Linked DNA regions of Gasterosteus aculeatus: region 2 is linked to region 1. The links are chromatin contacts, called in public Hi-C maps. All regions are on one chromosome and are shown on one strand. Each heading gives the region's core, a stretch centred on a gene start, on an enhancer-like site or on the middle of the called end of the contact. The rest is flanking DNA. Distances are from core to core; before and after follow the strand shown. Region 1 overlaps trabd2b (TraB domain containing 2B). Region 2 holds the start of trabd2b (TraB domain containing 2B).

What was found. Hi-C and Micro-C count contacts between places; a contact is called where the count stands out from the background.
Region 2: a Hi-C map of whole body shows a contact between it and region 1, with 5 times the contacts expected there. The contact joins the promoter of trabd2b here to the enhancer-like site in region 1. A contact is called at or near these places in 4 of 6 Hi-C or Micro-C datasets (liver, skeletal muscle and whole body).

The regions. Positions count from the first base shown.
Region 1 is chr8:18,056,136-18,060,652 of fGasAcu3.hap1.1, reverse strand. It overlaps trabd2b (TraB domain containing 2B), which reads left to right. Exons shown (of 7, transcript XM_078108511.1): 5 at 312-408; 6 at 2,130-2,408; 7 at 2,499-3,187. The coding sequence ends at 2,724. Among protein-coding and RNA genes, the nearest start is that of trabd2b, 46 kb to the left of the region's middle. Within about 2 kb of position 2,957, at least 2 of the 9 cell types and tissues checked have open chromatin away from gene starts, as enhancers often do.
Region 2 is chr8:18,102,316-18,106,952 of fGasAcu3.hap1.1, reverse strand. It overlaps trabd2b (TraB domain containing 2B), which reads left to right and starts at 2,365. Exons shown (of 7, transcript XM_078108511.1): 1 at 2,365-2,802. The coding sequence starts at 2,689.

The sequences.
Region 1 (4,517 bases), core at 1,708-4,207:
GCTAATAAGCCGGGGGAGAGAACCGAGGTGTGCGAGTGAGCAAATTCCCGTGCGTCCTGCCACGTTTCTGCAGGCGATTACTGGCCGGCTTGAGCGACGGGGTTATCAGTCGACGGGAGAAATCCAAAACACAAAGAGTCAGGGGCCCGCTTCTTTGATGTCCGTCTGAGGGAATCACACAGGAGGGGAAGGAATGGTGGGGGGGGATCTCGGGTCCGATGTTTAAAGACTCTTAAGTTGCTGTTTAAAGCATCTAAATGTTTGTTTTTTTTGGTCTTTCAGGCAACGTGTGTGTCTTTGTCTTCTGTTAGGTCACTTCCTGGGGAATCACAGCGTGCTGGACATCCTGAGGAAGGACGGCTACGAGATCGTCCACGTGCCCCCCGATGCCAGAGAGCCGGTCGCAGAGTGAGTGTGCCGACAGGGCGACCGCAGCGGGGCGTCTTTTTCACTGAAGTGCTGCGTTTGCAACAAAAAGAGGAGCAAACTCAAATCTGTGGCAGAAGAAGACGATCGCTCGGGTTACCGGGTAACAGAACGCAGCGATCGCTTGACATCATTGAATCCGACGAGGTGCATAATAGCGTATTATTTTATTTTTGGCTAAGTAATTCAAATACAATTCAATCGCCGGCTTCGGATGATTCCAATTCTGCACGAGCAATCAATCCCAGATTACACTTGAGATCCTGAAAAGACGACGAATGGAAAAAGACAAAGAAGGCCTGATGATCTGCTGGCATCGCAAGCTGATTGTATACGATAGTGTGGAATGTGAGGCAATTTGTGCACTCTTTAGTTTTTTTTGGCAGGCGGGCAGATGGACGCGTAGAAAGCGCTTCAGCTTTTTAACCTCGGCGGATTCATTAAATAAAGTGCTGCGGCCGTCCGGTCCAAGTCGAGCTGTGCAGCAAATAAAAGCGAGCTACGCAGGAATCCTTTGATACGCGCTTCGTCGACTCCCTCACCTTCCTCCCCTCTGCCCTCCCCGCTCTCGCCCCTGCGTGCCAAAGGCGAGCTGCCAGCGGCGGGGCGGGGGGGAGGAGGGTGCTGCCTGTTCTCAGCAGCCACTGGTACCGCGGTCAACACAAACGCACACTTCCCAGCGTGTCTGTGTGTGTGTGTGTGTGTGCGTGTGCAGGGGTCAGTGGAGGGATGCAGCGTGCCAAAGGAGGGTTGTACTTAATGCCTCAATCTGTGTGTGTGTGTGTGTGTGTGTGTGTGTGTGTGTGTGTGAAATCCCATCCCTTGGCACAGAGCAGCTGTCACCTTACATATTGATCTGTGGTTCTGTGAAGAAGCAGTACAGAAAGACACTTGAATCAGGGAGAATTTGTCCATCCAGTAACTTCTCCGTGCAAACCGCGGCCGTAAACACGGACTCCCTGTTGGCCGACGCCCTGTTTTGCAGAGTTGTGGGTTTTTTAGAAAAAGTGGTTCTGGCGTCAAAACTGACCAGTGGACAGACTTACTGTGGTCACACACACACACACACACACACTTATACGTGTGCACAGACACTTTCAGCTTCCTGATAGAAGTTGACAAGCCAGCCAAGGAAAAACACCACAAGATGGCTGACTGAGAGGCGTTTAGGGAAGCTGTTAGCCTCAGAGCGGCAGCCTAAGGAGAGCGTTTTTATCACCTGACTGACGGAGGAGTGGATGGGGGGGCGGTTGGGGTTCTTTAGGTGTTCTAGATTAAAACAGTCACATTCAAGCCATATTGACAGTTTTTGGAACGAGAGGAGAAAGGATGACTAACGGGGGAAGAAAAAAAGGTTTCTCAAAGAGAGGTCAGCAGTTCTGGGTGGTCCGCTTCGGACAGACGGCGGTTCTGATGCACCAGTACGGTCACTGTTATTTCTGCCCGTCGGTACAGCGTTTATAGCGCAAGGCGTCTTGATTGAAGTAAAGAGACGTGCAGAACGCAAAGGTGGTCCGAAACCACTGAGCGCTAAACTTCCAAAAGAGGAGCGGTCTTGTATCTGATTGTTTTTCATCTGTGAGTCTAAAGCTTTTCAGCGAAATACCTACAGATCACGTGGTCCAAACACCCCAGAGGGGGCTTTTTCCTTGAGGACAATTTGACTCCACCTCCTCTCCGTCTGTTTTTTCCTCCCGCTGCAGGGGCGAAGCGGTGCAAGAGCCTCCGGCACGGTCCGGCGAGGAGGGCGCCGGCACGTCGCCCCCCGACGGCTGGCCGGCCGCTCCGTCGGAGGCGGGGCTCGAGGCGGACTACGCGGAGGGCGAGCGCGGCCTCGGAGACGACGAGCCGCCTCACATCCTCCTCCCCGACAGCCTGAGCCAGCTGGAGGAGTTTGGGCGACACAAGAGGCCTCGCAAGGCCCACCGCGGCCACGGGAGGCCCCGCCTCTTCAGCGACCTGTGGGTCCGCATCGGCGACAGGTGAGATACGTCTCTTGTGATCGGTGATTTCCAGCCCCTCCCCCTTCCCACGAGCACGCCAGAACAACCGCGATCTCCTCTTCCCTGCAGCACTACTCCACCACCTCATGTGAGGATAATCAACGGCTACGTGACGGCGGAGCCGCCGAGGACCCATCAAGAGCAGCACAGACGGACGGAGGTCTCCGCCACGGGGCCGCAGCACGGCCCGACTTCCCCCCCGCCCCCGGTGGACGATGCCGGCGCCGCCCGCCGCCCGCTCACGCCGTCCTGCATGGTGGCCTGGCTGCTAATACACGGGCTGCTCGCCTCCTGACCGCAGAGCCGGGCGCCGCCTCAAAGACAAAATGCCGCAGATAGAACCGCCTCCAGAGGACGACCTCCGTTGATGGGGAGGGGGTGGAGGGGGGATCAGCTACGCCCTCCTCCCCCTCCCCGCAGAGGCCTCCGCCTGCTTTTCAGTGTGTCAAACTGAGCGGGACGAGCTCTGAGCCTGTGTTCTATTACGGTAGAATAAAAACTGTCATACTTGTGTAGAAAAGTAGGACGATAACTATGAGAGTAGGACCTACTAATAAATTGTAGCTCTGTGATGAACGAGGTCAATACGGTCGGACAGTACTGCGGTGGAGCACTTTGTGCCACTGGTCTTTCTTTTGTAAATTGTTCATTTTGTTCATAAAAAATAAGAATATTGTATATTTATTATTTCTGGAAGAAAACAGTATATTTTCTGGCTTTTTGAAGACAAATAAGGAAATAAATAAACTTTAAAATCATTTGAAGTGTGTGAAGATGATCTTTCCTCAATAAAAGGGGGGGGGGGTGCTCGCGTGCAACAGGTGATCTAAACCTGCCACCTGCTGGATGGAACGAGGACAACATCATTCCCCGTTGCCTCCACTACAGTTGCTTTGGACCAAGTGCCACTTGTCCTGCATCACAGAATGAAAACCGGACCGCAGGAACAAACCGGCAGGAAGTCGCAGACGGGCAGGCAGCGTTTCCCTCAGAGGAACAGGAAGCCACATTAAATCCATCAGGCAGAGCCGTGATCAGCCCCAGCTGACCTTGACCCCCAGGCGCTCCAGCAGAACTACAAAGTGGTGAAAAACAGAATGTTCCCCTTGTATGATGTCAACGTACAGCCCGAACATTCAATTCAAGTGGAACCAACTAAACGTGCGGCCCTGCTGCAGTTGTGCCGTTTGCCACCAGGTGGCGGAATCGTCACAGAAGAACCTCATTACCAGCTCATGAGCACTGACCTGCAGAGGAAGGCACCGCTTCATGGACAACATAACGGTGTAGAAAATATTCATATTCGAGCCCAAATCTCGACATTTACATATTTACGTTATATTCATTCCAATAATATATTATTTTTTGCAGTTTGATAAGCCAATTAAAACTGGACCTACTGATCCAATTCCAACTAGCTTATTGTAATGTGTTTTGAAATCATAACATTAGAGACATAAAATACATTCTCAAACTATTGATGTCAAAAATAATGAAGACATAAATAATCTGACATAAAAAGCAAAAACTCTGCTTTGCTTTTGGTTCTCATAATCTCATAATAACACTGAAAGGAATGTTATGGCTTGCTTCAGTCACTTTTATGCTATTTTGATAATTAAATCATCAGGATAGATTTTACGGACTACAACGTGTGCTGTGAAAGCACAGTTTCACAAAACAACAAAGGATCCAATGTAAAGATCCAAATGAATACTTCAAATAAATATAGCCAACATTCTCAATAAAGTGTAAAGTATATCCCTCGCTAACTTGATTAACTGGCAAAGAATAAGTGAAATAAGAAGAAATATTAAGTTCATTTTAGTTAATAAAGTTATTTTTTGATATAAGTTTAAACTTATACCAAAAACACCTGAGATGTTTTAATGAAATCCTTTTAATCTATACGTATAATTTCAGAGCGAATTTTGTTGCATTATTAACTTCACTTTGTAGCTTTCAATCGAGCGTTTAACAGTTTCCTCTTCAACAGAGAAAAAGGGACGTTTTTTAGAACAAACAGCCTTTTCGCCCCTTAAGCCAAGACAGGACAATATTTGCCTTAGCTAGAATACCATTTTCCCT
Region 2 (4,637 bases), core at 1,116-3,615, 47 kb before region 1:
TGCACCGGAGACTCAGTCAATATTATTCCTAGACATCTTCAAAGCGGGACAGAGGATATTGGACCCCGAGCAAGAGACGGGTGGAGATAGAGAGCGAGTGTGAGACAACAGACGGAGACGGAGAGCGTTCGGTGAGGTCTCTGAGGTATGGCTGCCTGAAGCTATGAGCCGCTCCTTCACATCCATCAAACGCGCATTGCCTTTGAAGCCCTGTCTTTCCTGCCCTCGAGTTAACCATCTTTCCTGCGTCCTCACCGCCGTCCGCGCTGGCCGCGATGTGCATTCTTCCTCACACCACCAGGGGTCCCTGTGTGCATAACAAACAAATTGCTTCCAGCCTCCAGTCGCCGCTATCGCTGTGGTCGTTCCACATTTCCTCTTCATGTGGTGTAGTAGCGCTGGCAGTAATCGAGGTGGCACCTCTATCATTACATACCGATAGACGAGTAATGATGCTGAGGCAGGCGGCTAACGTTGGGGTTTTGTGGCAGGACTTCTGCACAACATCAGACAGACAGAGAGACAGGCACGGAGCCCCAAGGACAAGAAGACACATGATTCCTTCGTGCTGCAGGGCCACAAACATTAACAAGGTCTTTTCACTCTCTCCTTCCCTGCTCCCTATTGCTCCCATCTGGGGTACAAAAATGGATACGCAAGGTTAATAAAAGTGTTGGAAAGCACAAGTATCAGTTACAGATATGCTTTAACGTTTTGAAAGTACCTGTCTATCAGGACGGGCTCTCTTTCTTTCAACTTCTCCCTATAACGTCTCCCCAGATGTGCGTTTCTGCAGCGCGCTAACAGGACATTAACTGTTAAAGTCTTCTTTCGTCCACGGCTATATGCGCACCGCGCTGTAAGCGCTGGCCCCCGTCCAGGAATCTCCAGCAGCCAGACGCTCATAAGTCCTCCTCCAACCGGCCAAGAATGTGGAAAAGCTCCTTCAAAGAGAAGCCCAAATGCAAGGTGTGGTACCTGAGTACCTGAGTCCACAGGTGGTCACATTAGAGCGAAAGCGCTAACTGAAATCCCACACCGGTCAGAGAGGCCAGGAGGAGAAGATGTGATCAGATCGACGTGAATGTGTTACGTGCGGCTCTTGGGACTCAGGAAAAAGGGTTGAGGTCGCCTTGGACTGGTCCATTTTGCAGATGTATAAAACAAAGAAATATCAACTCTTCAGCGTTTCGAATTCGCAGAGCTTGATGAATGGCGCCCAATAAAAGAAGTCAGAGGGTCAAAGGGCAGAAGTGTCACAGTTTTACAACGTGAAACTGTGTTAAACGACAAGCTGATCAAAGACACTGTGCAGAAACGCCCCGATCCGCCTCATCTGAACGCGAAATTGGGCAACGAGCCACAGAGACGGTCGGCCGCTAACAAAGCTGCTTAGTAAGAAAAGCGAGAGCAGGCGGCGGCGAGAAGACGAGTGGAGAACACGGCCGAGGACAAAGGGCTGCTTGTCCGACTGCAGGGAGGGGCCCGGTGCCACTTTTTTGAGGGGTCTCTCCGTGATAAATTTCCCCAGTATACTTGACTCTGTCACATTGTCTGCCACTTGGACAATCACCGAGGTCACGGCGGAGTAGTGGACTCCACACCGTGACCGATCTGAAGAGGAGTGCTGGACTGAAAGTAAACAAAACACTTCTCACAGTTGTCTTTACACTGACCCGTTTATTAATGACGGATATAAGGTATAAATTCTCTGCCGCAGTGGGACGCTCATACAAATGAAGGGCTGCGGGGTTGTCAAACAGAGAAGGACAAAGACGGATGTGATCGTCCTGGAGAGGAAGCACATGACGACACGCAAAATAGTGCTTATTTACATCTTTGGAATGGCTGTGTTGAAAACCAAAAACAAACTGAAACGTGGGCTGCCAGCACGTGTTTGTCAACTGACCTCATGGATCTGTGTGGTTGGTAAGTTTTCTTTAAAGAGCTGCAGAAATCTGTTTCAACTTAACTGAAATGAGGCTAAAAAATATATTTGTATTATTATTATTATTTTCTAAATGTAATTTTTAATCTTGAAGCCGTTTAACACTAACGTATTTATTAAATACATTTCATCAAGTTCAATAAGTAATTGATTTCTTAATTTGTTGAATTAAAACGTTGAAAAAGAGAAATACTAAGCAACCACATAAACCCCTTATTGATTATATTTATACTTTATAACTTTATAAAATACTAAAGTCAGACTTTATGACGGGAATAACATCAAGTTGAATGAGGCAATATCTAATCTTACCCTTCACGACGTTGGAAGAACATTCGTCCACCGCTCAGGACTGTGGGGTCTGTCTGGTGTCAGGAGGGGGGGGGGGGAGTACTCAGGTCGTCCCACCTCCCTCTCTTCCAGGCAAGACGCTCCTAACTTGCGGAGCGCACTGCGGAAACTCTCCAAAGAGTCTTGAGCCGCTCCTGCTTCCCAGCTCTGCACCGAGTAGAAAGAGAGACAGAAACCGTCCAAAAAAACAGTCCCAGGCGGGAAGAAGTAGCCTAGAGGTCGGGGATGTTCCTCCAGCGGCGCGCCACATCTGAGCCGAGAGGCCACCGGCAACGGGTTTAATCTGCATTTATTATACGTATCATTCCAGAGGAGAGACGACTTGGAAGAAAGTGCAAAGGAGGCGACCGAGAGCCGACCGACTCGCAGCGTCCCGTCACCTCGGCACCATGGTCCGCCTGCCGGGATCCAGCTTGGCGCTCCTGTGCGCTCTGCTGCACGCGGTGGCCCCCTGGGGCGCGCACCGACCGGACAGACCGAAGCAGTGCGACGCACCGCAGTCGGTGAGTCGTGGGGGTCTTTTTTTTGGGTTCGTCGTCTCATTTGATCGTTCTACCTCTCTGTTATCCAGAAAGTTAATGGTTAACGGTCACACTTGTTGTCGGCATCCAAATGGAATTGTTTCCTTAAAAACGTGCAGATGGAGAAATAACAGTGAAACTATTAGTCATTTTGGAATGAATCGGCGGGATGGCAAAATCACAAAATCATTTATCATAATTGTGCAAAGAATGAGGTCAAATATTACGACATTTTACACATCTGAACTTTTTTTATAAGCATAAGCGTATGAAAATATAAGTTTTAATTGCACTATCAATGGAAATTGATAGAATAGCCTATGATAATATTACCAATAAAAATAGACTGCAGTAATATTATATTATTATGTGCAGTGATCAAACACAGCCGCCTTGTCTCCTCAGACGTGTAAAGAAGTTCAGGTATTTCAGAACCGACGCATTAAATGAAATCACTAGAAGAAATGCGGGAAAGCAGCTGCCGAGAGAAATTGTTAAAGCTTCACAACTTTGTGGCTGTTTATGTGACAAACGCAGGAGGGGAACACCCGGGGCCGACTTGACTTCATTTGGAAAAGTTTCACTGACCCTACAAACGTGCTCATGTTTCAGCGAATCTATCTGCGCATATTGGTAAAATTATGGATGTGGCTTGAACCGTCTCCCACCGCGAAAGCATCCTCTCCACGAAGGAGGGGAGAGTTTATTAAAATCAAGAAGCAGACTTCTGGGGTCAAATTAAAAAACTCAGCGACAGGCGTTTTTTTTTTTTTTAAATACGACACTTGTGCCCGCGGCGTCTTTTCAAGATCACATGGTGTTGTTTGATTAGTCCGTTTAGTTCTTGGGGCCGATGATGGATCTGGTGTGAGAGATCACCGAAGGCTTCGTGTGATTTGCAACGCGTCAGTGCAGTGCTCTCTGTTTTCTGTTAAGAGTAATTACCCCATAAAAAAGGAGCTCTGCGCGTCAAAGCTCCCCAGAAAAGTCCACGCGCCTTTAGCGGAGTGGGGATCTGGCCTCTCCCGCAGGACACGTACCACGCTCTCCACGTCGAAAAGTCGTTATTTTACGGAGCAGGCCTCTGTGCACGCGTGCACGTTAACGGTTGACAAGATGCTGCAAAAAAACAAAACAGAAATACGACGCAGAGTGCGCTGACGCGTCTCATGCCATCCAACGTGCGTCAGTCTGCGGCGTGGGCTGCTCCCCGAGTTAGACGCACGCCATTGAAAGGTTTTTGGTGTATCTGCAAGGCCGCCCTGAGAAATGACTGAACGCTCATTTTAGTTCATTATGAAGATAGCAGAACATCCCATTTGATGACTCCACTGGCCCTTTGGCAAACATATTTGACAACGTAGACAACATTGGCAGCGTGCACTATAATTTGAACCCATGTTGAAGCAAATCTTGATTAAATTTGAGAAGTTAACATTTACTAAGAATAACTTTATTGTACAGTAATGGGTTTCATCCCTCAAACGCCTGATTACAGTGTCTTAAGAGCCAGAAGTTGAATATTGTTTATAGAAGTTCATTTTTTTCTTCATATTAATGCCAACATCAAAGTCGTAACACATGCGCAACACATTTGTGGAGCACTTAACAAGAAACATATTTTGCGACGCAATGCGGCCCTCGTGCTCATTTAGAATGGTGCTGATTGTTTCCTTTCCACTGTGACATTGTTCAAATGATAACAGCACCAGACACGTCCAGCAACGTAAACCGTACGGGACAAAAACCGCGCCGAACCTGAGGCTGTCAGCACCCGGTCTCTCCGCCTGGTGTAAAACATCTCACAAACAAAAGTA